2 separate regions of the Mus musculus genome follow, and region 1 is linked to region 2. The links are chromatin contacts, called in public HiChIP or PLAC-seq maps. All regions are on one chromosome and are shown on one strand. Each heading gives the region's core, a stretch centred on a gene start, on an enhancer-like site or on the middle of the called end of the contact. The rest is flanking DNA. Distances are from core to core; before and after follow the strand shown.

The links. HiChIP or PLAC-seq counts read pairs in DNA pulled down with a chosen protein or histone mark.
Region 1: an HNF4G HiChIP or PLAC-seq map of pancreatic cancer cells shows a contact between it and region 2. The contact joins the enhancer-like site here to the promoter of Guca1b in region 2. A contact is called at or near these places in 10 of 39 promoter capture datasets (the 3T3-L1 cell line, cranial neural crest, embryonic stem cells and 7 more), 1 of 484 Hi-C or Micro-C datasets (stem cell-derived neural stem cells), 2 of 115 datasets of contacts at active chromatin or transcription factors (microglia and pancreatic cancer cells) and 3 of 9 other capture datasets (adipose tissue, liver and pancreatic islet).

Annotation. Positions count from the first base shown.
Region 1 is chr17:47,651,171-47,658,395 of GRCm38.p6, reverse strand. The region is part of intron 3 of Gm20517 (predicted gene 20517); the gene reads right to left. All of the region lies in intron 2 of Usp49 (ubiquitin specific peptidase 49), which reads right to left. Among named protein-coding and RNA genes, the nearest start is that of Usp49, 24 kb to the right of the region's middle. Within about 2 kb of position 4,640, at least 21 of the 459 cell types and tissues checked have an H3K27ac peak or open chromatin away from gene starts, as enhancers often do. A contact at or near this core is called in pancreatic cancer cells, where this site is marked.
Region 2 is chr17:47,379,732-47,386,769 of GRCm38.p6, reverse strand. Guca1b (guanylate cyclase activator 1B) reads right to left here and starts at 1,377. Exons shown (of 4, transcript NM_146079.1): 1 at 1,074-1,377. The coding sequence starts at 1,280. It also overlaps a transcript of Mrps10 not described here.

The DNA.
Region 1 (7,225 bases), core at 3,391-5,890, 270 kb before region 2:
CTGAATTTCCAGGAACAACAGAATGCCTAGTCAGTATTCAAAGTATATCCTAAAAGAAAGAGTGAGTTCCAGGACAGCCAGGGCTATACAGAAAAACCCTGTTTCAAAAAAAAAAAAAAAAAAAAGAAAGAAAGAAAGAGAGAGAGAGAAAAAAGAAAACCAAAAAGAATGCTCAAATAGGGTAGGAATCTGCATAGCAAGTCTCATGCCCATCCATGTCCCCACCCTAACCCAACAGAGAGCAGAAGACCAGAGGAAGCCCTTTCCCTCACACGGAGTCTCCGCCTCTGGACAGAGAGTGGACTGCACCCCTAACATGTGGGGGGAAATTGCTGGAGGACCGGAAAGAACAGTGCTGGACGATGTCAGGACAGTGAGGGATCATAAAAAAAAAAAAAAAAAAAAAAAAATCAAGGAAGCCAAAGAGTTTTTTAAAACTTTGTATGTGCCCATGTGCACAAGTAACATCAGGTATATTCCTCTATTGTTCATACATCTTATTTTTGAGTCAAGGTGTCTCAGTAAGCCTGGAGTTTATTGGTTGGCTATGCTGGCTGGCCATCGGGTTCTGGGGACCATGTCTCTTGCCTAATGAGTGTCGGGGCTACAGACAACCACCGCCACGCCCAGTTTCACTTATTTGTGTGTGTGCTTGTGCTTATGTGTGTGTTTGTGCTGGCATGCATGTGTGCCATAGCAATCATGTGGAGGTCAGATGACAACTTGTGAGAGTCACTTCTCCTCCGGTTGTGGCATACGCCTTTAATCCCAGCACTCGGGAGGCAGAGGCAGGCGGATTTCTGAGTTCGAGGCCAGCCTGGTCTACAAAGTGAGTTCCAGGACAGCCAGGGCTACACAGAGAAACCCTGTCTCGAAAAACCAAAAAACCAAAAAAAAAAAAAAAATTATGTGTGTGTGTTACGTGTGTGTTACATGTATGAAAACCTGCATTTATGCATGTGTATCCTATGTGTATTTTCAGGCCCTCAAGCAATTTTTAAACATTTCTGTTTTGAAATTTTTATTATTTTTATTTCTATCTTCATGTTATGTGTCTGTGTCTCTGCCATGTATGTGTAGGTGCCCAGAGGCCAGAAGAGGGTAAGGACTCTTTGTAAATGAAGTTTCAGGCAATTGTGAGCACCCCCTCGCCAAGTATGTGTGCTAGGGACTGAACTTGGTCCTCTAGAAGAGTAGAAAGGGCTCTTTCTTAACTACTGAGCCATCTCCCCAGTCGAGTTCAAGAATTTTAAAGCAGGAGTCTCAGAAATATATTTGCAGCAATGTCCACAGTAGTAGAATGTATTGCTTTACCGCCAAGAAGTAAAAGCCAACAAAATACTGATGCATGAATTATAAACAATGAAATATTTATAAGAGAGGACTCTAAGCTAGGCATGGTGGCACACATGTGCCTTTAGTCCCAGCACAGGCAGAGGCAGATTATCTTTGTAAATTCAAGGGCAGATCTCTGAAGAGAACAAAATGTTTTAAACTACACAAATAAACCCTGTGCCCTGGCTGGGGAAGATGCCTCAGGCAGCAGAGTGCTTTTGTACAAGCACACAGACCCGCGTTGGATCCCCAGATGCGCTTGTAGTCCCAGCACTTCAGAGGAGGAGACAAGAGGACCCCTAAGGCTCACAGTCAGACAGCCTGCTCAGTGAGCACCATGCTTGTTCAAAACCAAGGCAGACAGCAGAGAGGGGCTGAAGAGACTCCCCTGGCACTCACATATGCATGCACACTTGCCTGAGACCTCTGAGTTTACTTAATCTAAAAAGTGAAAAGCTGAATGGATAGGATCATGCTATCACTTCAGACAGAGGTCATTTGGTCCAAAGTTATTCATCCTAACTCCAATGGCGTCCGATCACACAAATACAGATGAATAATGAACTAACCACTAGTCTTCAGAATAATAATTTAACTGACCAGAGTGAATCCTATCAGGTCTGCTCTTGGGAAATACCGGTTCTTTAAGAAAGAGATTTTTATTTCCACCATTTTTTTTAAAGATTTATTTATTTATTATATGTAAGAACACTGTAGCTGTCTTCAGACACACAAGAAGAGGGCATGCGTCAGATCTCATTATATTTGTTTTCATGGTGAAGAGAGTAGATTACAGTTTAGGGTGCGTGTGTTTTTGTGTGTTTTTGTGTGTGCGGGCATGTGCACGAGCACACACAACAGAGTGTGCATGTACTTGACAGACCCCTCAAACCACAGGTCAAAGCAGCTGAGAACAGTCCTGGTGGACAGACAGACTTGTTAGCACTTTGACATGGATGTGGCTGCTGGAATAGAGAACTACTATTATCTTGTTTTATGTGTGGATAAACAGGTATATTTATTATCATAGCTCACATTTTTATTATGCTAAATATACAGTTGCTTCTTGACTCAAAAGAATAACAAAGCCAGGCTCATGAGATGGCTCAGGGGTAAAGGCTTGCTGACAAACTGAAACACCTGAGTTCAACCCCTGGGAGTCACGTGACAGGAGGAGATCCTCAACTCCTGCTGTTGCCCTCTGACCTCACGAATCCATATACGTACACACCCACAAATTGCAAAATAAATGGAAAAAAAAAAAAAGCTGGGCGAGGTAATTCATACTTCTCACTCCAGCACTCAGGAGGCAGAGGCAGACAGGTTTCGAGGCTAGCCTGTTTTATATAGCAAGTTCCAGGACACTCAGAGTTATAGTGAAGTCCTGTCTTGAAAAGAAAAAAAGAAAAAAAAAGGCGGTGGCGGCGGCAGCAGCAGCAGCAGCAGCAGCAGCAGCAAGCTTGGAGAGCCCTGAGAGCCTCCCATGCAAGCTTTTCTTTTGTATACAATTACTTCCTCACTAAAATTACTTTAAAAAATTTGTTTATGTTCGTACAACAATAAAATATTAATGGAGAAGATTTTAGCAGTCACTAACAGGCACCAGTACAGCCATTAGGTCAAGCCAAGCTAGCTGGCTCGGGAATCAGTCTTTCCTGTTAGCTTTGTGTGACTGACAAGTGGTGTCTTCAGACCTCAGTTTCCCCAGGAAGCAGAACCGTTCTGTGAGTGTACATGGAATCACTGCACTATTTAATGAGTTAACAGGTAAGAGATGCTTCAAGCAATTCCTGGCACCAACAGAGCTCAGAAAAGTTGTTTTATCAACTGATACTAGGCCTCCCTTCAGATCAGAAGTCACTGTGAACAAACCTAGCCTACCTGGCTCCTGTAAGGTCCTTTGGGCAGACACAAACTCCCCTCGTTTCTGGTCAAATGATACAGGTAACAGACAAAGTATGTCTGGGAAAATGATTACTCTGGGTTGTGGCTAGTTCTCGTCAAATGAAGCCCAACCACTTAGTTCCACACAACCTACCATGCCATTGAGGTATGGCTTTAACTGTCTGCTTGCACAACCGGAGGCTTTGAGGACCTGCAGTACTGAGCTCAGACATGTTGGCAGCCATTTTCATGCCCTTTCTGAAAGTCTCTGCTTCACATGGCCGAGTAGCTGCTGGGTGAACAGGGGAAAATCAAGCAGAGTTTGCCCAAGAAAGACTTTGAAGACACACTGAAATGTAACTTCAAAAAGCATAGCTCTGCTGGGGACAGAATCACAGGAGCAGATTCACGTAGGGGGCCTACTTTCTTTTTTTATGTTTTGTTTTGTTTTTTGTTTTTTTCTCGTCAGGGTTTCTCTGTATAGCCCTGGCTGTCCTGGAACTCACTTTATAGACCAGGCTGGCCTCGAACTCCGAAATCCACCTGCCTCTGCCTCCCGAGTGCTGGGATTAAAGGCGTGCGCCACCACGCCCGGCTTGGGGGTGGGGTGGGGGGGCTACTTTCTTTCTGAACAAGATGGCAGGGGCAAGCTGTGCCAAGTGGGCAATGTGAGGCCAGTGGCTGTAAGTCTTAGGCTGGGATGTATAGCTGGTGAGGATCTGTTGGCTGCACAGCAACTGCTGGTCAGTGACTGTCATTACTTGCAAAGGATCAGATGTGACTCTCTACATCTGCATTCTTTAACTTAGTCTTATTACTAAGAGGATAGGTGTCCACAGGTATTTACCCAACTAACCAGCCCCATTTCCTGCTCCATTTCCTTTTACTTTTGTGGTGACTCAGAGTTTCATTAGGGTTGTTTGCAGGGTGAAGGGAATTTATTTGACTGCACCACTAAAAAAAAAGTACCTCCCACCCATTAGAGTTTTCAATTTTTTTATTATATTGCTTTCATTTTTAAAAAAAAAGATTTTCTTTAAATTTAATTTATATGTATGGATGTTTTGCCTGCATGCATGTTATGTACCTGTTGAATCCAGTGGAACTGAAGTTACAGATGGTTGTAAGCCACCGAATGGGTGCTGGGAATTGAGGCCGGCTTCTCTGCAAGAGCAGTAAGTACTGAGCTCTCTCCAGCCCTACTATATTATTGTCTTTGAGAATTCTTTTTAATTGCTCCTGTAGGGTTCTAGTGTAGGAAAGAGCAAGTGAGCACACTGCACAGCGGCTCACATGGAGGGAGGGAGGGAGCGAGCGCAGCTCTCACAGATCTGCTCAGAAGGGACAGAGCAGCTGCTTGAGGGCTTCCAGAGAGCAGGTTTATAGTTCCAGCAAGCCAAGTCCCTGGTGTGCTCTCAAGGCAGTCAAACCCGGAACTGCACCAGGCTCAGTCATGAACCAGGCATGCCAGAGAGCTTTAGGCTGACACCTCTAGAGTGAGTGAGTGTGTGTGTGTGTGTGTGTGTGTGTGTGTGTATGTGTGTGCTACAACATGTAGAAGTCAGAGGACAGCTTGAAGGAGTCAGTTCTCCTTCCCCAGTGTGGGTTCTGGGTCATCAGACTCAGGTTGTTAGGCTTTGCAGCAAGCACTCATACTTGCTGAGCCATCTTGCTGCCCATACAGCTTCTGGTTCTGAAAGTGTCAGAAGAGAAGCGAGTTCTAGGACAGCCAGGGCTACACAGAGAAACTCTATCTCAAAATTAATTAATAAAAATAAGATGACCAGTGGCATAGCAGTAAACCTTGTGACAACTGAAATCCATTCTCTAGAACATGTAGCAGATGATATAACTATAGGATTGTTCTCTAGAACATGTAGCATATGATGTAATTATAAGATATTCAGACAAATGTCAAAGACATGTTCATCTTCACCCAAGCAAAAAATTCACACCTATTAAAATTCCCACTTCTACTTAGTATGCTAACCCCAGCCTTTAACCCTAGCAGAGGCAGGTGGATCTCCGGTGAGTCTGAGCTCAGCCCTTTCTATATATCTCTGTCCAGAACAGCCAGAGCTACACAATAGAGACTCTATCTAAAAAAACAAAAACCGCACTGGTGATTGCTTTCTTCTCCCTCCCAAGTGAAACTGAGGCATCCTCACGTGGGCACCTCAGCTTGTGGACCTTTTTGAGTTCTGTGGACGGTATCTTGAGTATTCTGGAAGAAAGCAATCACAAGAGCAGAGGAAGGAAGGGACCTGGGAGGGACGGGGTGGGGTGGGGTGGGGTGGGGGGGTGGGGATAAAATATGGAGTGTAAAAAATAAAAAATAAAAACAAAAACAAAACAAAATAAACTAATAAAGCAATTCCGTCTCCCCTTAATTCAATACTTGTATACTGTTTCCAGCACTGGTTCACCTGACTGAACACCAGTCAGCATCAAGGGATAAAATTCACTCACATATGTTCTTTCTCTTTCATTTTCACTCTCCCTCTCCTCTGTCCCCTCCATGTTTTCTTTGTCTCCCTCCATCCCTTTATTGTGCGAAGATTAACCACTGACCCTGTATACTAAACAAGAACTCTGCTACTGAGCCACCTCTCCAGCCCCCTGCCATTCTCTTAAAACCTTATTTATGTCAAAATCAGATGTAAATCAGAGGAATAGATATCTTTTCCCAGAAAACTGTAGCTTGTGTCAAACTGACAAAATACCCAACCAGGACAGAGATCTCTCTCAAATCCCTGCTCCTGAGTGCTGAGCTTTGAGTACTCAAGTCTCTCTCTCTCTCTCTCTCTCTCTCTCTCTCTCTCTCTCTCTCTCTCTCTCTCTCCATCTCCCCCCACCTCTGCTTTTCTAAGACAGTTTCCCTGTTTAACAGCTCTGGATGTCCAGAACTCACTTTGTATATAAGCCTGGCTCTGAAGTCACAGAAATCCACCTGCCTCTGCCTCTGCTTCTGCCTCCCAAGTGCTGAGATTAAGGGCGTGCACCATCATGCCTGGTGTGACTATGTCTGTTTAAGCAGAAGTCAGCTGGGCATTCCAGTTCTTAGAACTATAAGCACAGCTAAGAGTGAGTCAGCTGACGGGGAGCATTTAGGAGTGGACAAGTAGCCATTTGAGTTCTCTAATTAAAAAGCATCTCAAAAATCAAAGAAAGGGAGGCCAAATGTCAGGTTAAAAAAAAAAAGCAACTGTTAAAGTGATTTTAAGGTTAAAATGACCACTAAAGTCTATAGTCATTCCCATTTTGAATGTCAGCTTCTTTTCCCATTAGTATTCAAATGATATTCTCGACTGTCTGTGCTTAGAAATGGCTGGAGCTGGGGAATACCAGCTAGACACGTAGCTGATGAGCAGGAGGAGTCTGATGGCTGCATTAGTTAACCTTCAAATGATTAGTAAGTGACCCAATCTAATGAACCAAGTAATCTCTTTCTATATAAAAGTCTCTTAAGGAAATTACAGGGTCTTGGGAGCAACTCACCATGCAAAGAAAATCTCATATATGCAAGTACATTTTTCTTCAAATAATAAAAAGCAGTAGAATAAGTTGAAAACTAACTGGTATTTTATTTCCTTTAAACATCTTGGCAAAACTGGCCCTAATTTTGAAAACAAATGAGATCCAATCAGATAGAGAAATTCTTGGCAGACTCATCTCTATTGCTGTACTCAGGGGTGAGAGAGTGGCATGTCCATTAGAATACTAAACTTTCAAAGTCATTTGTTGTCCTTTAAAAAGAATTTTTAAAAAATCACAAAATGTCAAGCCACACTATCCTCCAAGCACCGGGAAATGAGAGTCACAAATTCACAGTGATGGCCAGGCACAGTAGTATACACTACAGAGGATTAGGAGCTCAAGGCTAGTCTAGGACACATAATGAGACACTGCACGAGCCCGCACACATGCACATGCGCATGCGCATACACACACACACACACAGTTAACTCAGATTCCTCTGGGAAGGGGGCTATGCCTGGGGCAACAA
Region 2 (7,038 bases), core at 128-2,627:
CACACCTATATATGATTTAAAATCATTGCAAACACTGTCTGTAGTGGCACCTACTTACTGTTTGTCTCTGTGCTGAGAGAATAGACACAGGAGGGGGTTGGAGCTCTAGGTAATGAGATGGTGTCACAGAAACAGGCTGGCTGCGCCCTAGGGACTGACACCTGAGGTCAATCTCTGGTCTCCGTATGCATACAAGTGTACCCCTCCATTCGTGAAGGATGCATGCTCTCTCTCTCTCTCTCTCTCTCTCTCTCTCTCTCTCTCTCTCTCTCACACACACACACACACACAATTATTATCTGTGCATTAAGTAATTCAGTGCCTTTTGGCTGCCGGTGCCACTGGAAGGCATTTGATTTGTGCAATTCCCCATGACTTAAAGCATGGAGGAGAAGGCTCAGTAGTTAATTAAGAGTACTTACTGGTCTATCTGAGGACTGGTGTTTGGAACCCACCCACCCTACATTGGGTAGCTTGAAAATATGTGTAACTAGCTCTGATGTATCTGATGCCCCCTTCTGGCCTCCATGGGTACCTATACAACTTCACAGACACACACACACACACACACACACACACACACACACACACACACACACACACACACTGTCAGCTATCCCTTCCATATATATTTTTTAAAAACTTGAAAGTGCTTTTGCAACTATCCACTCTCCTCCCAGGCAAGTGAAGCCCCTGCCAGCATCCCCCAGAGGGAAGAACGGAGCAGCCGCCATCTGAAGGATCCTGGCAAGGTGCTCTTGATCTGAGATAAGAGAGCTTTGGGATCTCTCTCTCCCTTGTACTGAGAGCAGCAGAGGTTCTATCGGGTTTGTAAAAGCATGTCCTTTTGCTGCAAAGCCTTGGCCTAAAAAGCCCAGAGAAAACCCAGACTGTGTGCCAGTGACCTTCGGCCCTCAGGAAGATGTGAGGAGCCAGTAAGAAGAAGGGAGGGACGAATGATGGAGGGCGGCGGGGAGGGTGGGGGCAGGAGGGATGGAGAGGAGGGCAGCTGAGCGGAACTGTAGTCTCACTGAACGGGTGGGTCACAGGTCCTCCCCTGCTGGGTTCCTTACCCCATTCTTGTCGAAGGCTCGGAACATGCTCTCTACATACTGGCTGGCCTCCTCATTGCCCGTGACCTTGAAGAAGCGCTTGAACTCGTGCATGAAGAGCGTCCCACTGGGACACTCCACGACAAACTTCTTGTACCACTCCTGCAACTCCGCCACATCCATCTCCCCGGCCGCCTCCGCCTCTTCCCAGCTCAGCTGCTGCCCCATCCCGGCTTTTAGAAAGAGACTCAGCCAGGCCCGCTACCTCCTCCAAGTCCTCCGCTGACCTTAGGCTCCTCTCTCCTTGGTCTGAGCAGCCCTTTCACTGTCTCGGGGAAACTGAACTTGATTGGTTGTGAAGGGACCTCCAGAAGGGAGGGGCAGACCCCGGGCAGCTTAGCGGTGTAAAGACCATTAGGAGATTCCTGGGGAGGTCTGACCTCCAGAAAGCTAAGCTTCCTCTGCCTCGCCCCTCCACAGGTCCAGTGAGAGGCAGGCTATGAGGGTAAGAGCCTGGGGGATGGGGTGGGGTGGGGGCAGGGCTCTTGGTCCACCAGTGTCTGCAGCTCCCTTACAGACCATGCCTGAATCTTGAAGGACAGATGCGTCTCTCCAGCCCTTCTCTCCGTGATTGCTCCCATCCACTCCTGAGCACTAACCCGCGGGCAGGACCCAGGAGAGTGGTCCACAGTGTCTGCAAGGGCTCTGATACTAAAGGCCACATGACCTTGCTTTAAGCAGCGGTTACACATTCACTAGGTTGACCAAGCACATAGTTATTACATGCTGAATCAAGTACATATTCATTGCTCATGACTATAATCCCAGCACTGGAGAAGCAGAAGGGTCTCGAGTTCAAAACCACTCTGGGTTGCCCTGTTGACACAGGGGGACACTCCCACTCCCACCGCATCAATAACAAAAACAACCAAAGTAGATATTTATGCTATCTTTTAGATTTCATTTTTTGAGACAGGTTCTCACGTTGCAGTTCTGGCTAGCCTTGAATTCACTATGTAGACCAGAAAGGCCTTGAACTCACAGAGATCTACCTGTCGTCTCTAACTCTCAAATGCTGGGTGCTGGGATTAAAGGTGTTTCCTACCATGCTTGGCTAGATCTTATTTTTATTTTATGTAAAGAAGTGTGTGTGTGTGTGTGTGTGTGTGTGTGTGTGTGTAGCATCACATGTGTGCAGTGCTCATAGAGGCCAGAAGAGGTTGTCAGGTCCCCCAGACTGGAGTTAATTCATTGTGAGTCACCATGTGGGTGCTGGAAACTGAATCTGGGTACTCTGCAAGAACAAGTGTTTTTTTAATTATTGAGCCATCTCTCCAACATTTGTGCTTATTTTATTTTTTTTAAAAATGTGTTTTTATTATTTTAAAAATGTATGTGTGTGTGTATGGTGAGGGTTGTGCTCATGAGAGTGCAGTGCCCACTGAGGCCAGAAGAGGGCGGTAGATCTCTTGGAGCTGGAGTCACAGGCAGTTGTGAACCACCTAACATGTGTGCTCATATCGGAACTCAGGTCCTCTACAAGAGCAGAACAAGCTCCTAACCACTGAGCAATACCTCCAGCCCATTAGAACCTATGTTGGTTTTTAAGCCGTGTGAAGTAGTGCACACTTGTGAGCCTGTCCTTGGGATGGATGCTCATTGTGGAATTGGCCTGACCTCATGGCTCAGTGATCTTTGTCACCTGACACCCTGATTCCTTTGAATCTCACCATTAGTCTCCAGGTAAGGCCTCTACCTCCACTGTCATCCTTTCCAGGACTAGACACGTTTTCTCCCATGTCCCACATTTCTCTGGGCCTGAGGTTTGGGCTGGTGCTTTCCTTGTGCCCCACTGTTGTCTGCAATGGCCCCTGTCCCTCCTCAAACCACCTGCCCCAAGGCTGGAGAAGATGGCTCAGTAGTTAAGAGTCCTTTCTACTCTTCTGAAGAGACTGAGTTGGGTTCCCATTAACCACACTGAACAGTTTACAACTAACTGCCTGTGATTCCAGTTTCAGGGGGCTCCAATGCCTCTTCTGGCTTCTGCAGGCACCTGATATACATACCATCAAACACACACACCTAAGTAAAAATGAGGAAGAATGTAAATGTCTGTCCCTTTGAAGCCATGCCTTGCTGTTTTACTTTTTTCCCTCTCTGTCCTTCAACAGGGATGTCCCTGACTCAGGCAGCATTCCCATGACTGCCAAGTGAATGACTGGCCCTGCCCATGCCAACTCATGGGCCCTTGGCTTCCTCGGTTGTTTTTTGTTTGCTTAGCTAATTCTTTTGGGTCTGTGTGAGTACAGGCACACATGTACACAGCGTGTGCACGTAGAGGTCAGAGGGCATTTGCAGGAGTTGTCTGCTCCCTTTACCTCGTTGACTTAGGGTCTCTCTTATTTCTGCTGTTCTGTTTCCTATCCCTGCAAATTTCTAGAAGACTCTCCTGTCTTCCCATCTCCTAGTGCCGGGAAAGCAGATACATACCACTGCAGCCAGCCTGAGCTCAGAACACCAGGTTTGTGCCAACCAGCCCTTTTGCCTACTGAGCCACCTTTCTGCCCTCTACCCACTTAGCTCTAAAGAGCGTGGCCACCTCCCCCATTCACCCATGGTCCCAACAGCAGCCATCTCTGGGAATTTGTTACTCATGGAACTTCTCAGGCGTCCACTCCCAGTAAGCTGGCTCAGGAAGCTCCGGTGGAGCCTAGCACTGTTCCAGAAAGGCCCGCAGGGCTCCCAAACACCCTGCAGTGTGAAAGCATGGGGCTCCCCCATGCTCCTTCGACTGTCTGTCTCGTGCCTCCTCTTCTTCACTCACTTACACTAATTCCATCAATCCAGTGATCCCCCAACCCATTGTGCTTGCAACCTGTCGCTCCGTGTGCTTCTCCTTTGTCATCTGGCTCATTTCCTTCTTCTGATGCAGGCTCAGCACTCCGGGTGCTTCTCCCCTGGGGCTCAGTCCTCTCTGTCTCTCTTTCTCTATGTAATCCTCACTTGGCCAGGTTGGCCTTCACTGAAGCTGTCTCCTCCCTGTGGGCTATACAACCCTCCACCCCCGAAGCAAGTGGGGTTGACTGGAGAGAGTAGAAGTCCTAAATTCAATTCCCAACAACCATTTGAAGGCTCACAACTATCTGCACAATTACAGTGTGTACTCAGATACATAAATAAAAAAAATTTTTTAAGTAATTGTAAGAAGAAGAGAATTGTATGTAGGTCGATAATCCCAGCCACTTAGGAGGCACGCACAGAAAAGTATATGTTGGAGGCCTAAGTGAAACTTTTGGAGAGAGAGAGAGAGAGAGAGAGAGAGAGAGAGAGAGAGAGAGAGAGAGAGAGAGAGAGGCTTAACTTGGTAGTGAGCTCTTCCTAGCCTGTGTGAGGGTCCTGGGTTCAATCTTCAGTATCCAGGAGGAAGGGAGAATTCTATGAATGAAACACAACTTGTAGTCTCTGACCGAGAAACCTCAAATCGGTTGGGTTTTCAAGTGGGCCAGCTGCCCATAACCTGCCCTATAAATACCGCTGACCTACTGAGGCATAAATATATCGCTTTAAAGAGGATTAAGAACCCATAGTGGGGAAGCATTGCTTGAGGTGTGTAACAATAGTAAGGGCTTATGGAGCTAAGCATGGAGCAGGGCACCCCCGAGAGCCCTAGGGACTGCAGGCAGCCAGCCAGCGCGTGCACGCAGATGCTGAGCGCACTGCCCCAGCCAGGCCTAGATGAAGCCTTGTTATCAGTTTGCACGCTGCTGTCCTGCCTTGCTGAGGCCTAAATGCGGTGATGTCCCCTCACTCTGGGCTGTGCCAGCAGTGGGCCCACCAGAGCCATGTATGTTCTGTGCTCCCTTTGTTGTCATTGTTCATCCTTAGGACGCTTCTCCCAGTCAAGCTGTTCGTAGTGAGGAAAAGGAATTGAAAGAAGGGAACAGGGAAGAAGGTTTGAATATACTGAAATGAGTTCTTCAAAGCTCCATAAAAATAGAATTAGGTTTTATATATGAGCATGCATATGTCCACACCACTGCACGTGTGTGGAGGGCAGAGGACAACTTTCAGGAGTTCTTTCCTTCCACCAGGGGGTTCTGGGAATTGAATTCAGGCTACAGGGCTTGGTGGTAAGCACCTTTACCTGCTGAGCCATCTTGCTGACCCAACAGAGTAGGGTTTTCTTATTTTGTTTTTAAGACAAGGTCTTACTTTGTAGCTGAGGCTGTGTGTGTGTACAACTGAGTGTAGAGGTCAGAACAAACCGGTATATTTCCAGTTTCAGGAAACAAACTCAAGTCAGGTTGAAGTGGCCAGTGCCTTTACTTGCTGAGACATCCTCCTGCTCCCCGTCCCCACCCATCTTTTGTCTTTTGAGGCAGGGTCTCTGGTGCAGACCTGGCTCCTTGGAAGTCACTAAGCAGATCGGATAGGCTGCCTCTGCTTCTTCCTCTCCTGCGCTGAGATTAAAGACCTGCAAGACAATGCTTGCCTACAGCCTCCTTTTGTGAGACAGTTAACTGTAGCTCAGGCTAACTCAGACGTATGGCAGTCCTCTTGCCCCAACCTCTCCAGTGCTGGGTTTACAGGTATGAACCCCCCACACTTGGCTCAGAGCCCCTTTAGGTCCTAGGTTTGCCCCTGCCCCTCACCTGAACTTGAAACCACCATTTCTTGGCCCCGGATTTATCTTTCAGCTTAGTAAGTGAGCAGGTCCAGCGTTTCAAGCCTCAGCTCTCTGTCCTACGAGTTAATGACACATCTGCGGTCTTGTAAGGAGTAAATCAGATAGCATGTGTATGACACCCCCTGGGAGAGACACGGCACGCCGTAGTGTGTATTGTGGGCATACTACACATGTTCCATCTGAAGCTAGCCTCCCAGCCATGCTCCAGGCTCGTCTCTCCCTGTCTTCTGGGTGGTTCTTAACACAGCACACAAACATCGAATCACTGCCCCAGAGGCACCGCTGCCATCAGATGTCTATGTGAGCTACTTTATCTATACCTTAACAGGTAGGTGGTCCCCACACCCCAGTCAAGCCTAATCCCTGCTGTGGCAGGGTTAAGTATCTCATGGAGGCTAGCCTTGAACTGTTGGCAATCCTCCTGCCTCAGCTTTTTACTATGGCTTGATTATCTGTCACTCCTTTTGAAAGGACGGAAATTTAGCATGGGACTAGCTTAATCTTAGCAGATCTGTAGGTAAACCAGAACTTTAAACAAACTCAGCATGATCATGATTAATATGGGAAAGTATTTCTCACACAAGAGAAACCAACTGCGCACTGGAGGGCCACACCCTGACAAAACCCTCACCTCCTACCTCCTCTCCAGCCTTTCGGGATACATTACCTTGGTTACGACAACAGGCCAAACCAGGCAAGCTTTATGGAGCCTGAAGGCTCACACCTGGCATCCCAGCTCTTCTGGGGGTGAGGCAGGACTACAAGTTCAAGGCCAGCTTGAGTTAATGGTGTGACCCTGTCTTTTTTTTGTTTTGTTTTGTTTTTCGAGACAGGGTTTCTCTGTGTAGCCTTGGCTGTCCTGGAACTCACTCTGTAGGTCAGGTTGGCCTCGAACTCAGAAATCCGCCTGCCTCTGCCTCCCGAGTGCTGGGAATAAAGGCGTGGGCCACCATGCTCGGCGCGGCGTGACCCTGTCTTAAAGGGATGGTTTGGCAGGTGGGCTCTTACTGCTGTCAGAGAACTGTCTTCTACTCCAGCACCACACTGAGCAGTCCACACCAACTTAAGAGACATGACACCTTCGGCCTCGTGCACATACCCATGCACAGATACAGAATTAAAAAACAAACCTTTAAAAGAGATAGGTTTTGCTGTGTGCGCAGTGATGTCTTTATCTTACAATGAGCTTTTAAAAATTCATTTGTACTCACAGTGTTTGGGCATGCACAGGTCACAGGATAACTTTGAGGTGGTTCTTTCTTCCCACTGTGTGGGTTCTGGGGGTGCACTTGTGTGTCT